Regions from separate parts of the Mus musculus genome. Here region 1 is linked to region 2. Evidence: chromatin contacts called from public promoter capture Hi-C data. All regions are on one chromosome and are shown on one strand. The core of a region is the stretch at or near the end of the contact, and the rest is flanking DNA. Distances in the headings are between cores, read along the strand shown. Region 1 holds the start of Il18rap (interleukin 18 receptor accessory protein). Region 2 has its middle 28 kb from the start of Il1rl1.

Region 1 (5,407 bases), core at 1,951-4,450, 110 kb before region 2:
GAGAACAAGGACACATAAACATGTCATGCATACATCAGTGGAGTAGAAATAAACAGAAATATGAAATACACAATATACAGAAAACTATTCGTTAACAGTTGCCAATTACTACACGGAAATGGGCATATAAGCCCAAGAAGTATTTAGAACCTAGACAGACTGAGGAATGATGTCTCCACAACACATGGGAGTCAAAATGCTGAAGTTCAAAATAATGAAACAATGTTAGAAGCTGCCAAAGAACAAATGCTAACTTATTACTAAGGCAAATCTATCACAAAACAAACAAACAAACAAACAAACAAATTATACCTCAATGTAATCCCTGAAGGAAAGTATCCAGTGATGTATCACAGCAGTGAGAACAGGGAAATGGCAACAGAAATAACTGTTTACAGTAAAGTTACCTTAAAATAGGTGAAGAGAAAGAAAGCTAAAGATGAGCACAGTCGGTATCGTGACATGACTTCTAAGCTGTCATTGTATTCAGAAGGAAAGCCAGGAAAGGGGATAACATTTGAAATGTAAATAAAGGAAATATCAAAAAAAAAAAAAAGAATAAGACCTACACTTACACAAGTGGGGGAACAAAGAGAGACTTGATAATGAAAGAATACATTTCATGAGAAGAACAAATAGACAAAAGAGAATTAGGAATAGCACAGTTATTTCTAAGTTAGAAAACCAACCAACCTTTAACATAAAACAGGGAGAAGACAATTAAATCAACAAAACCTTACATAGGAGGAAACAATCTCCTTTCAACAACAGCCATAGGCGCAAGTGGTTGTAATTTGCTGATTAAATCTCTCAAACTGGCTAAACAGAGTAAAGAGTAAGAGCCTATTATTTGTTGTCTACAAGAAACACTTGTCTTTTAGTTACTGGGTTTGTTGTTGTTGTTGTTGTTGTTTGTTGTTTGCTCGTTTTGTTGTGTTTTGTTTTATCACTGTGGTCAAGCACCATGACCCATGCAACATGTAGAAGAGTTTATTTGAGCTTATGGTCCCAGAGGGCTAGAGTCCATGGTGGCTAAGTGAAACAGCACAAAGCATGGAGTGTGAACTGGGAATTTCAGGAATCTTTATGTTCTTAATAACATTCTTCCTCCAACAAAGCCACATCTCCTAATCCACTCAAGCAGCACTGTCAACCGTGGACCAAGTATTCAAACATCCCAGTCCACAGGGACAATGGTCAAGCCACCTTTTTAGCAAAGGTACACACAGACTAAATCTGAAACAATAAAAGCCAACACACAAACAAATAAAAGCCAGGCAAATTGAAGCAAAAATATAAACATGAATAGTTATATTTATATCTAAGAAATTAGACCCCATGTCATACTAAAAGAAAGTTAATACACATTATTAAACAAAGTAATTCATCAAGAAAACAGAATCACTGTAAATGTGCTGAACACTGGGGTACCAGATTTCAGCTAAAAAACAGTACTGGACACAAACAGATTCACTCAGCTACAAAAAGAGAAAATGATTTGGATATCCCATTTTTTATCAATCCAGATAAAACATCAACAAACTTGGGCATTAACCAGTACCACAGCTCAAGTGGGCTTACTAGACATCTATAAAATATTCCAACTAAAATCTTCAGAATATACAGTATTCTCAGCAGTCATGGTAGCTACCATTATTGTTTTTGTCCACAGACCAGCCAAGAACAAAGCCATTCTGAAAAGTCCATACTTCAAGCCCTTGCCTCCCAATGTCTGTTTTTAAAAGACTACACAATCTCATTCTACCATTACCCAAATGCATCAGGAATTCCAAAGAGATCATCCAAGAGTAGAGCATCGTACTTGTTGAGCACTGGCCAACTTAAACCAACATGGCTGCCAATTCTGCATATGGGAGTAAAAATGACTGACAGATACCAGCAAATGTAAAACTCAAGTTTGTCATTCTGTAAAACATGTGTGCTGTCATTCTTATTGTCCCAGTAGAAAACCAAATGTTGCATCACTCATAGCAACGGTGCCCGTTATGAAACAATGACCACATACCTGTTCAGTAGTAGAAGGGAGAATCATATCTGGAGGAAGAGGGTTTCAAAGTTTCTCATCTTGCCACCACTATTCGCCTTCTCTACAGAAGGAGGTCGGAGGCCGGTGAGATGATCTGAAGATCTGCAAGGTCTCTTTCCTAAAATTTTCCAGAAGGCTTTTATTTAAAAATTCTCTCTTTTTCTCAGAAGCAGAAAAAGTTAGCCTGAAGTTATTCAAAAGATACCCAATTTGACCATATTTTAGAGTAATAATGAGCTAAGTTTTTCAAAGAACAAAGCTTTTGCTGGGAGGAGAAAAATGAAAGCTGTGAATGAATCACCAGGAAGCCTCTCAGTCCTGTGCACACCCTTAAAGTACAAATAAAAAAGAGATGCTATGGCCTAGTCTAATAATTGCAGTAGTCAAAGAATACTGATAATGCTCACATGGTCCATAGCAGCTTGTTCAGTGCTTGCCTCCAAAGATGGACAAGTAATGTGGCCATTCAGATTTGACCCGCATTTGATTGAATCCCTCTATAATCCTTTCAATAAAATGTAAGAATCACTGTTTAAAACAAAGGTTTACTTTGTAACTAGTCACTTATACAAGTTAAGGTTAAAACCGACACTGAGATACAAATGTTGCTGCCTAATAGCACACCTGTGATTAAAAATATTCCACAAAAAGCAACTCTTTAGCAATTCACTTTTTAAGTCCTTTAAAAATATATATTAGGGGTTAAGGAATCTAGGGAAAGAATATTCTGGTCTCTTACCTTTGTTTCCTGCTCTTACATACACAACAAATAAAGAAATTCAAGTCTTTATGTCAGTGAATGCCAGCTTGTGCATCTGAAAAAAAAAGTGTGAAAAACACCCATTTTCAAAGGGTTCTGCTACATTTTTTTTTCTTAGCAAGAGAGTTACTTGAAGAAGATTTAAGGACTATCCAACCCATACAGTTTTGAAATAATAAGTTATACCTGGACAGAAAAGGACAACCTTGGAATTTTGTAAAGGACCTCTGGTGTTGGAAAATGCCCAGTCATAACAAAGGAGAAATGAAGTAAACTACCTTTATCCACGGAAGAAAACTCCTGAAATAAAGCATTCAAAGCTGTCCTCTGGCCAGCCTCCTTGACAAGAAAGGGGTTGTGGTTAGGTTTAGTTGAAATGGTGAGTAAGCCTGCTTCCTTTACAGGAATTTCCTGTACCAAATGTTAACATTCGACACGGTTTCTCAACAGGGGAGTTCTTTTTTACTTCCTCCTCCTCCTCTTCCTCCTCCCCCTTCTTCTAAAACAAGCACTGCCAACCTTGCCTTTCATTTCAAACCTAAAGGCTTTCTTCTGATGAACTCTCTCTCTCCAGCATCACTTTTACAGAGCAATAATTTATCAATGAGGAGAGTGATATAACCGTAGCTTTGAAAGGCTCGGAGGCTATGCTTGTGCACCGTGGAATGCCTAATTAAGAACTGCACTGTAATTAAAACAATTTAGAGGACCGTGAGACCACACTAGTCCCAAAGCCTCTTAATTAAACGGAGCCTATTCTCCCCATAAAGACAAGCTGAAGCAGCGGGGCACAGCAAACCATGGGGATTGTTTCAGCACAAGGCTGGAGAAGAGCATAAAATAAAAGCAGAGCCCAAGTTCATGTCAGAGTGGGGGCAAGGTAAGTGTTGACCTGAGGTGAAGGTGAAAATCTAAGAGAAGAGTTAGCAACTGAGGGCAGGTCTAAGCCAATAAATAAATAGATAAATAAATAAATAAAATCATGTATTCATGCTAATTGTGGAACTAGCTCAAATCCCAAAAGGATTTGAGGTTTTCCTACCACCTATTGCAGGTTCAGAGGAAAGCACATGAGGGCACATGAGCTTAGACTCCCAGGGTGTGACAGGGACAGCCCAGTAATCCAAAATCTAAATGGGATTAAAGGAGGAATACTGAGGATGAAGGGGAAACGGATAGACCAGGCATTGTTCATGATAATGGTTTAATTCAGGCTGAGGTACATTCAGAGTGCCTGGGCGTTGGGAGTGTCCTTATCAAACCTCAGAGATCTGAATATAGACCTTAAAGTTAAGCCCAAAGTTACTGCCAGTGTGGTCTCCTGAAGTGAATTCATCAACAGCTTTTCCTTCGAAGCTTAATGTGTCCTTTATAAACTGTTTTTGGAAGAGAAAAGCAGGACATCATGAACCACAGGAGATTTGGGATCAGATGAAGGTCTTAGTCACCACAGGAAACTCAGGCTTTAACACTTGGTACAAGTAAAATCATTGCGGAGCACCCTCATGAATAGAGAGAGCTGACCTGTGGAACAGAAGAGGAGACAGTGTAGAAACAAGTCTAACTGTGTGTGGAAATTTTTAAAAATAGGAAAGAGCATCACAAACTAGACGTAGTGTGGTAACTTAGGTCGCCCTATGGAAAACTACGCAACAAATTCTCCACTCGCACCACACAACAGACTATGTTCCAAATGGACTCAGATCTTTTTACTTAAATTTATTTTTTTAAATTTTTTAATGTTTGCAAATAAATTAAAGTATAATTACAACACGTTTCCTCTTCCCTTGGCATTCCTCTTATCTGATTATTATGCCTGCTCATTATCCCCGTCACTGGTTGGCCTTTCCCTCAATCTCTACTCCATCTTTATCATGTAAGGCAAGAAAAATTTTGGGTCAAAGATTTTGTGGTGGGTTGATGTCCCCCTCACTCCACTGGAAGTCCCACCTGGCTACTGGAAGTGGCCACTTCAGTCTCCTTATCTCCAACTGTTAAGAGCCTCATCTAAGGTCACTCTCATAGCCTCTTCTATCTCAGATCTCCAGCTAATACCAGAGATGACCCACACTGATTTTTATCTCTTTTCCATTTCCCATACCTGATCTCCATCCCCGTTCCCCTTCTCACCCGGTCTCCCTCTCCCACTCAATTCCTTCCATCCATCCACCATGTTTATTTTATTTTCTCTTCTGAGTGAGATTCAAGCATTCTCTCTTCGGCCCTCCCTGTTACTTAGTTTCTTTGGGTCTCTAGATTGTAGAATGATTATCCTGCACTTCCTGGCTAATGTCCACTTATAAATAAGTACATGCCACGTATGTCCCTTTGGCTCTGAGTTACCTCACCCAAAATGATATTTTCTAGTTCCATCCATTTGCCTGCAACATTCATGATTTCCTTGTTTTTAATAGCTGAATAGTATGCCATTGTGTGGATGTACCACATTTCCTTTATCCATCCTTAAGTTGAGGGACATATGGGTTGTTTCAGTTTCTGGCTATTATGAATAAAGCTGCTATGAACATAGTTGAGCACATGTCCTTGTGGTATAGTAGGGCATCTTCTGGGTTTATGCCCAAGAGTGGTGTAGCTGGATC
Region 2 (5,360 bases), core at 2,710-5,209:
CCATGATGAAGTTGCCTCCCTAGAGTCCCGGCAGACCTTCCCGAGCTGATCTGCACACAGAACATAGGTTGGGGGTAGATGTAGCGAATGGTTTTAGAATCTCTCAGAATGACTGTGTCAAGCTAGATCCTTGGATCCTCTGCAGGAAGCTGGTGCTGACCCAACTTCCCCTTAGTGGCTTTGCCCTAGCTCCTTTGTCCTGCCTACCTCCATCAACCAGCCACCTTACCTGACTCTCCTTTGCTTTATTTCTGGATCAAATCATTCTCTACAGGGGTCCCACATTTCTTCCATAACGTTCAAGCATCAAGCCACACCTTACCCATTTCTGCAGCAACCCCCATCTGCTTCAATGGGATTAAAATAAATCCGGGTTTTACTGACTTTTTCACCTCAGTCACCTCTTCATCTGTTTCTCTGCTTTATCACCTGCCTTGTTCTCACAGTCTCAGGCAAGCTGCCTGCCACTGCATGTGAGACTGCATGTGTGTGAGACTGCATGTTTGTGAGACTACATGCACGTGAGACCATGTGTGTGAGACTGCATGCATGTGAGACTTCATGTGTGTGAGACTGCATGTATGTGGGATTGTATGTATATTAGACTGCATATGTGTGAGACTGCATGCATGTGAGACTGCATGTGTGAGACTGCATGAATATGAGACTGCTTGTATGTGGGACTGTATGTATATGAGACTGCATGTGTGTGGTACTATATGCATTTAAGACTGCATGCATGTGAGATGCGTGTATATAAGACTGTATGTATATGAGACTGCTCAGCACTGAGTCATAACAATACTGAGTCATAACTCCCTGAATGTATTGTTTCCTTTTCAACCTTTTCCCCCAACTCTCTGCTAAGGTTTCTTAGTCTCTATTATCATCATATCCTCAAACCCCAGGGACTTTTCTTCTATATAGTCTAATTGCTATTTCTATTGCTTGTCCTTAAGTCCTCTGGTATTTTTCTTCTGAATAATCTTAGTTTGTATTACCCTGTCTCCCAGTCACTTACTATTTTTCTTCTATGTACTCTCATTACTATTTCCCTAACTGAGTCACCGTTTCATTACAGATATTGGTTTGTTTGTTTGTTGTTGCTATACAAGTTTTCATTTGATATTTGGGCTTATTTAATTCCATTTCTGCTGGATGCTCTACATGAGCCTTCATTATCATGTCTTTAAATCTTTTTTTTAATTAGATGTTTTCTTTATTTACATTTCAAATGTTATCCCTTTTCCTAGTTTCCCTTATGAAAATCCCCTATTCTTTCCCCCCTCCCCCTGCTCTCCAACCCACCCACTCCTGCTTCCTGGCCCTGGCATTCCCCTATACTGGGGCCTAGAACCTTCACAAGACCAAGGGTTTCATCACGCATTGATGACTGAATAGGCCATCCTCTGCTACATATGCAACTAGAGACATGAGTCACACCATGTGTTTTCTTTGATTGGTGGTTTAGTTCCAGGGAGCTCTGGGGTTACTGGTTAGTTCATATTGTAGTTCCTCCTATGAGGCTGCAAACCCCTTCAGCTCCTTGGGTACTTTCTCTAACTCCTTCATTGGGGACCCTGTGCTCCATCCAATGGATGGCTGTGAGCATCCACTTCTATATTAGTCAGGCACTGGCAGAACCTCTCAGGAGACAGCTATATCAGGCTCCTGTCAGCAAAATCTTGTTGGCATCTGCAATAGTGACTGGGTTTGGTGATTGTTTATGGGATGGATCCTCAGGTGGGGCAGTCTCTGGATGGTCATTCCTTCAGTCTCTGCTCTCGACTTTGTCTCTGAACTCCTTCCATGGGTATTTTGTTCCCCCTTCTAAGAAGGATTGAAGTGTCCACACTTTGGTCTTCCTTCTTCTTGAGTTTCATGTGTTTTGCAAATTGTATCTTGGGTATTCTGAGCTTCTGGGCTAATATCCACTTATCAGTGAGTGCATATCATATGTGTTATTCTGTGATTGGTTTACCTCACTCAGGATGATATCCTCCAGATACATCCATTTGTCTAAGAATTTCATGAATTCATTGTTTTTATTTGCTGAGTAGTACTCCATTGTGTAAATGTACCACATTTTCTGTATCCATTCTTCTGTTGAGGGACATCTGGGTTATTTCCAGCTTCTGGCTATTATAAATAAGGCTGCTATGAACATAATGGAGCATGTGTCCTTATTACAAGTTGGAACATCTTCAGGAGTGAGATTGCTGGATTTTCTGGCAGAACTATGTCTAATTTTCTGAGGAACAACCAAACTGGTTTCGAGTCCTTGTCTCCTGGTTCCATTTTCTCTGTAATCTGTGTTTGTTTCTACTTAAGGGCTTACCTCTTGAATTAGGAGCCATGCTTTCCTGTCTAAGAACATCTAGTAATTGTAGCTGCAAGTTGATTGTTTTGGATGTGAAGTATTTCTGACTTGTGTTGCCTTCATTTAATTCTGAATTGCAGTCTAGTAGAGCAGTTCAGTCATCATGGTACCCTGCTCAGTTTTCCAACTGTTTAGAGTGACAGGCCAAGTCTAATATTGGTTACTCTGCTCTGGGTGATTGGGGGTTAATTTTAATCACAGTATTCTCAAGATTACTTAAGGGATCACTGCTGCACACAAATAGGAAAAATGTGGTTCAGCATCCTCCATTTCCTCTTTCTCTTCGTCCCAAAATAGTATCTGTCAAAAAAAAAAAAAACTTACCATGTTTTCAGCCCAGTTATTCCAGTCGAATCCAGTATTCCACAGATCAAATCATGCCCAGTCACTTAGTAACTATATCACCCTAATATAGTTATTCAACATCTGTAAACCTCCATTCTCCTATTTGAAAAAATAAGAATTATAGCAATACTTGTCTCACTGGGGTTTAAAGAACAAACCAAGGAGTAGAAGCGTCCATGACAGCGACCACCATAGGACAGGAACTTAGCTAGCCTGTAGAGACATTTAAGGGTCTTTCCTATTTCTCCAACATGACAATTTCCTCAAGAGGATACTTATAGCTGTTTGATATTTCTGTCTTCTCCATTCCATGAACTAATAAGTGAGGTCCACTGGTTAGGAAGCCCTGTGAAGGTCCTTTTCAGTTGGTGGCTGAGGTTTGTTTATTCTCTCTACAAATGTATTCTCAGTTTGGTTAACATGCTTAGCTGCATGCACTACAACAAGAACAGTACTGGAAACAACAAAAACAAAAGCCATGGCCTCTTCCCTCAAGACGAGCCACTGACTGTCTATTATGAGAAATGGGCCTAAATCAAATAACAAACAAACAAGGACATGCTATTGTTAAAAAATGCTCCACCGGAGATGCCAGTTACAGTAGATTGGCAGCAGTATGAAGAGGTAGTGGAACCTTTTTAAAGGTGTGGACTGGAGGAGAGAGGTATACCATGGAGGACTTTCCCCTTACAGAACTGTAGAACTCTGAGGTGCTACCCATCTCTTACTCTGTTCCCCCGGAACATGATCAGAGGTGTGATTATATATCAGCAATAACCAGCCATCGGAGCCTTAAAAGAATGATTGGAAAATTGATAAGAAAGACATTTGGGGGGAATGTACAATGGTACATCTCTCCTAATGATCAGAGGATATAAAGTTACTTGGGTTCCAGGTGACTGTTATCAACCCCTTCCCTGACAATCTCTGTCATTTCCTAGTGAGCCTAGGAACAAAGTAGCTATGGCAGCCGGGTTGAAAGCAATGCGTACAGCCAGTAACACAGACAGAGAGCAGAGACCAATGCTGAGCAGCCAACGTGGCAGTATGTCCCAGGTGCCTAGCCAGCAGCCTGGTGTCATGTTAACTAACTTTGCCTACTTCCATGAAGAGAAGTGTGACATTTTGTCTTCACTGGCCCAGTTATTCTTTATGTTGCTTTGCCTGACCTGTGTGTAATGCTTCAGCCAAAATAACCACACAGGCTTAACAGGATGTCCTATTTCCCCATCTTACTATTCCACACAGCATTGCTCCTGAAAAAGGAACTTGCTTTACAAAGAAAGAAGTGCAACAGTGAGCCCATGCTCACAGAAGCCACTAGCCTTCCATGCCCCCCACCTTCCTGGAGTAGCTTGCCAAAAAAAAAAAAAAAAACAAAAAAACAAAAAAAAATGAATTGGACTGTGAAAGATAGAGTTAGAATATGGAAAAGTGGCAAGAGCCTGAGGCCTGGGGCAGATTCTTCAAAAGGCTGTATATTCAGCATCCGTATCCTACATGGATTCTGCATCACCATCCCACATGGATTCTGCATCACCATCCCACATGGATTCTGCATCACCATCCCACATGGATTGATTCTGCATCACCATTGTTAGAGACCATACCATGAGAAAGCAAGCCCTTCACAATCTCCCACCCTGACAAGCCAAATGGTCTCGTGCTAGGAGTGGGTCATCACTCCCTTCTCCCTGTTCCCTTCCTGGCACCTCAGGCTAAAAAAGCTGAATTATAGTCCCCTCTTCCTTATCTTTTCCTGACTCTTATGACATCCAAGGACATGAGTTATGCGCTGAGCCCAGCCTGATACCCAAGGCTGTTAAGGAGGATCTATGTTCCAGAGATAAGACACAGAGTGCCCACCACCTGGAGCCTGACTTCTGCCCTCATGTTAGCAGATGCCTACTTCTTTGTTCTCTGTTAATTCCCCCTCCACCCCTCCCTATTCCCCTCGATGTATGCTTTAAAATCCGGCGTCTCAGCCAAATAAACGGAGACCTTGATAGGAAACAATCTACTTGGTCTTCGGCTTTTATTTCTCTTCCATCCCATTTTCTTCCAGGTTTGCAGTCCCCCTCACACCCACGAATAGCTGAGTCCCAAGGGACGGGATACACCATCCTATATCATAGATTCTGCATCTGCCTCCGACATGTGGTACAGTTTCTGATAAAGCCAGGAGGGAAAAAAAAAAAAGAATGACACAACCCATCATCATCCACAGGGACCCATGAACTACTTGTCTACATCTTATTCCCATTAATAAAAGACTTGCCACCTACATGTATTTATTCCAAATGGAGAACTTCTGTCAGGTATATAAGTATTCCACTGAACTAGATGTTAACCAGCTAAGAAAGGAGTGACTTTGCTCCCAGGAGTGACTGTCCAGACTACTAGGGAGAAACTGGACTAATTCTCCCCAAAGAGTATGTCTGGAGTGTAACAGATTTTTCAGAATTTGGCCATGTCTTATGATTAAGATTAGTAGAAGATGACAACCCAATTCAGGTAAGATAATAAATCTACAGTCCTCAGAAATGAATATTTGGGTCTCTATTCGTTGTGACTGATCACTGTTCCAGGTACAGATCCTAGGCCTGCTCAGGTACTTGCTGAGGGTGGAGGAAAT

What was found. Promoter capture Hi-C pulls out the DNA fragments that hold promoters and counts their contacts.
Region 1: a contact with region 2 is called in a promoter capture Hi-C map of macrophages, with 10 read pairs. The contact joins the promoter of Il18rap here to the enhancer-like site in region 2. A contact is called at or near these places in 21 of 39 promoter capture datasets (the 3T3-L1 cell line, 3T3-L1-derived adipocytes, the HPC-7 cell line and 15 more), 1 of 15 datasets of contacts at CTCF or cohesin (CD8 T cells), 4 of 484 Hi-C or Micro-C datasets (bone marrow-derived macrophages, cranial neural crest, group 2 innate lymphoid cells and 1 more), 4 of 115 datasets of contacts at active chromatin or transcription factors (CD8 T cells, the HPC-7 cell line, bone marrow-derived macrophages and 1 more) and 5 of 9 other capture datasets (adipose tissue, embryonic stem cells, liver and 2 more).

Annotation. Positions count from the first base shown.
Region 1 is chr1:40,513,155-40,518,561 of GRCm38.p6, reverse strand. Il18rap (interleukin 18 receptor accessory protein) reads right to left here and starts at 3,200. Exons shown (of 13, transcript NM_010553.4): 1 at 3,086-3,200; 2 at 2,787-2,862; 3 at 2,027-2,165.
Region 2 is chr1:40,408,685-40,414,044 of GRCm38.p6, reverse strand. It overlaps a transcript of Il1rl1 not described here. Among named protein-coding and RNA genes, the nearest start is that of Il1rl1, 28 kb to the left of the region's middle. Within about 2 kb of position 3,959, at least 27 of the 459 cell types and tissues checked have an H3K27ac peak or open chromatin away from gene starts, as enhancers often do. A contact at or near this core is called in the HPC-7 cell line, adipose tissue, bone marrow-derived macrophages and 1 more, where this site is marked.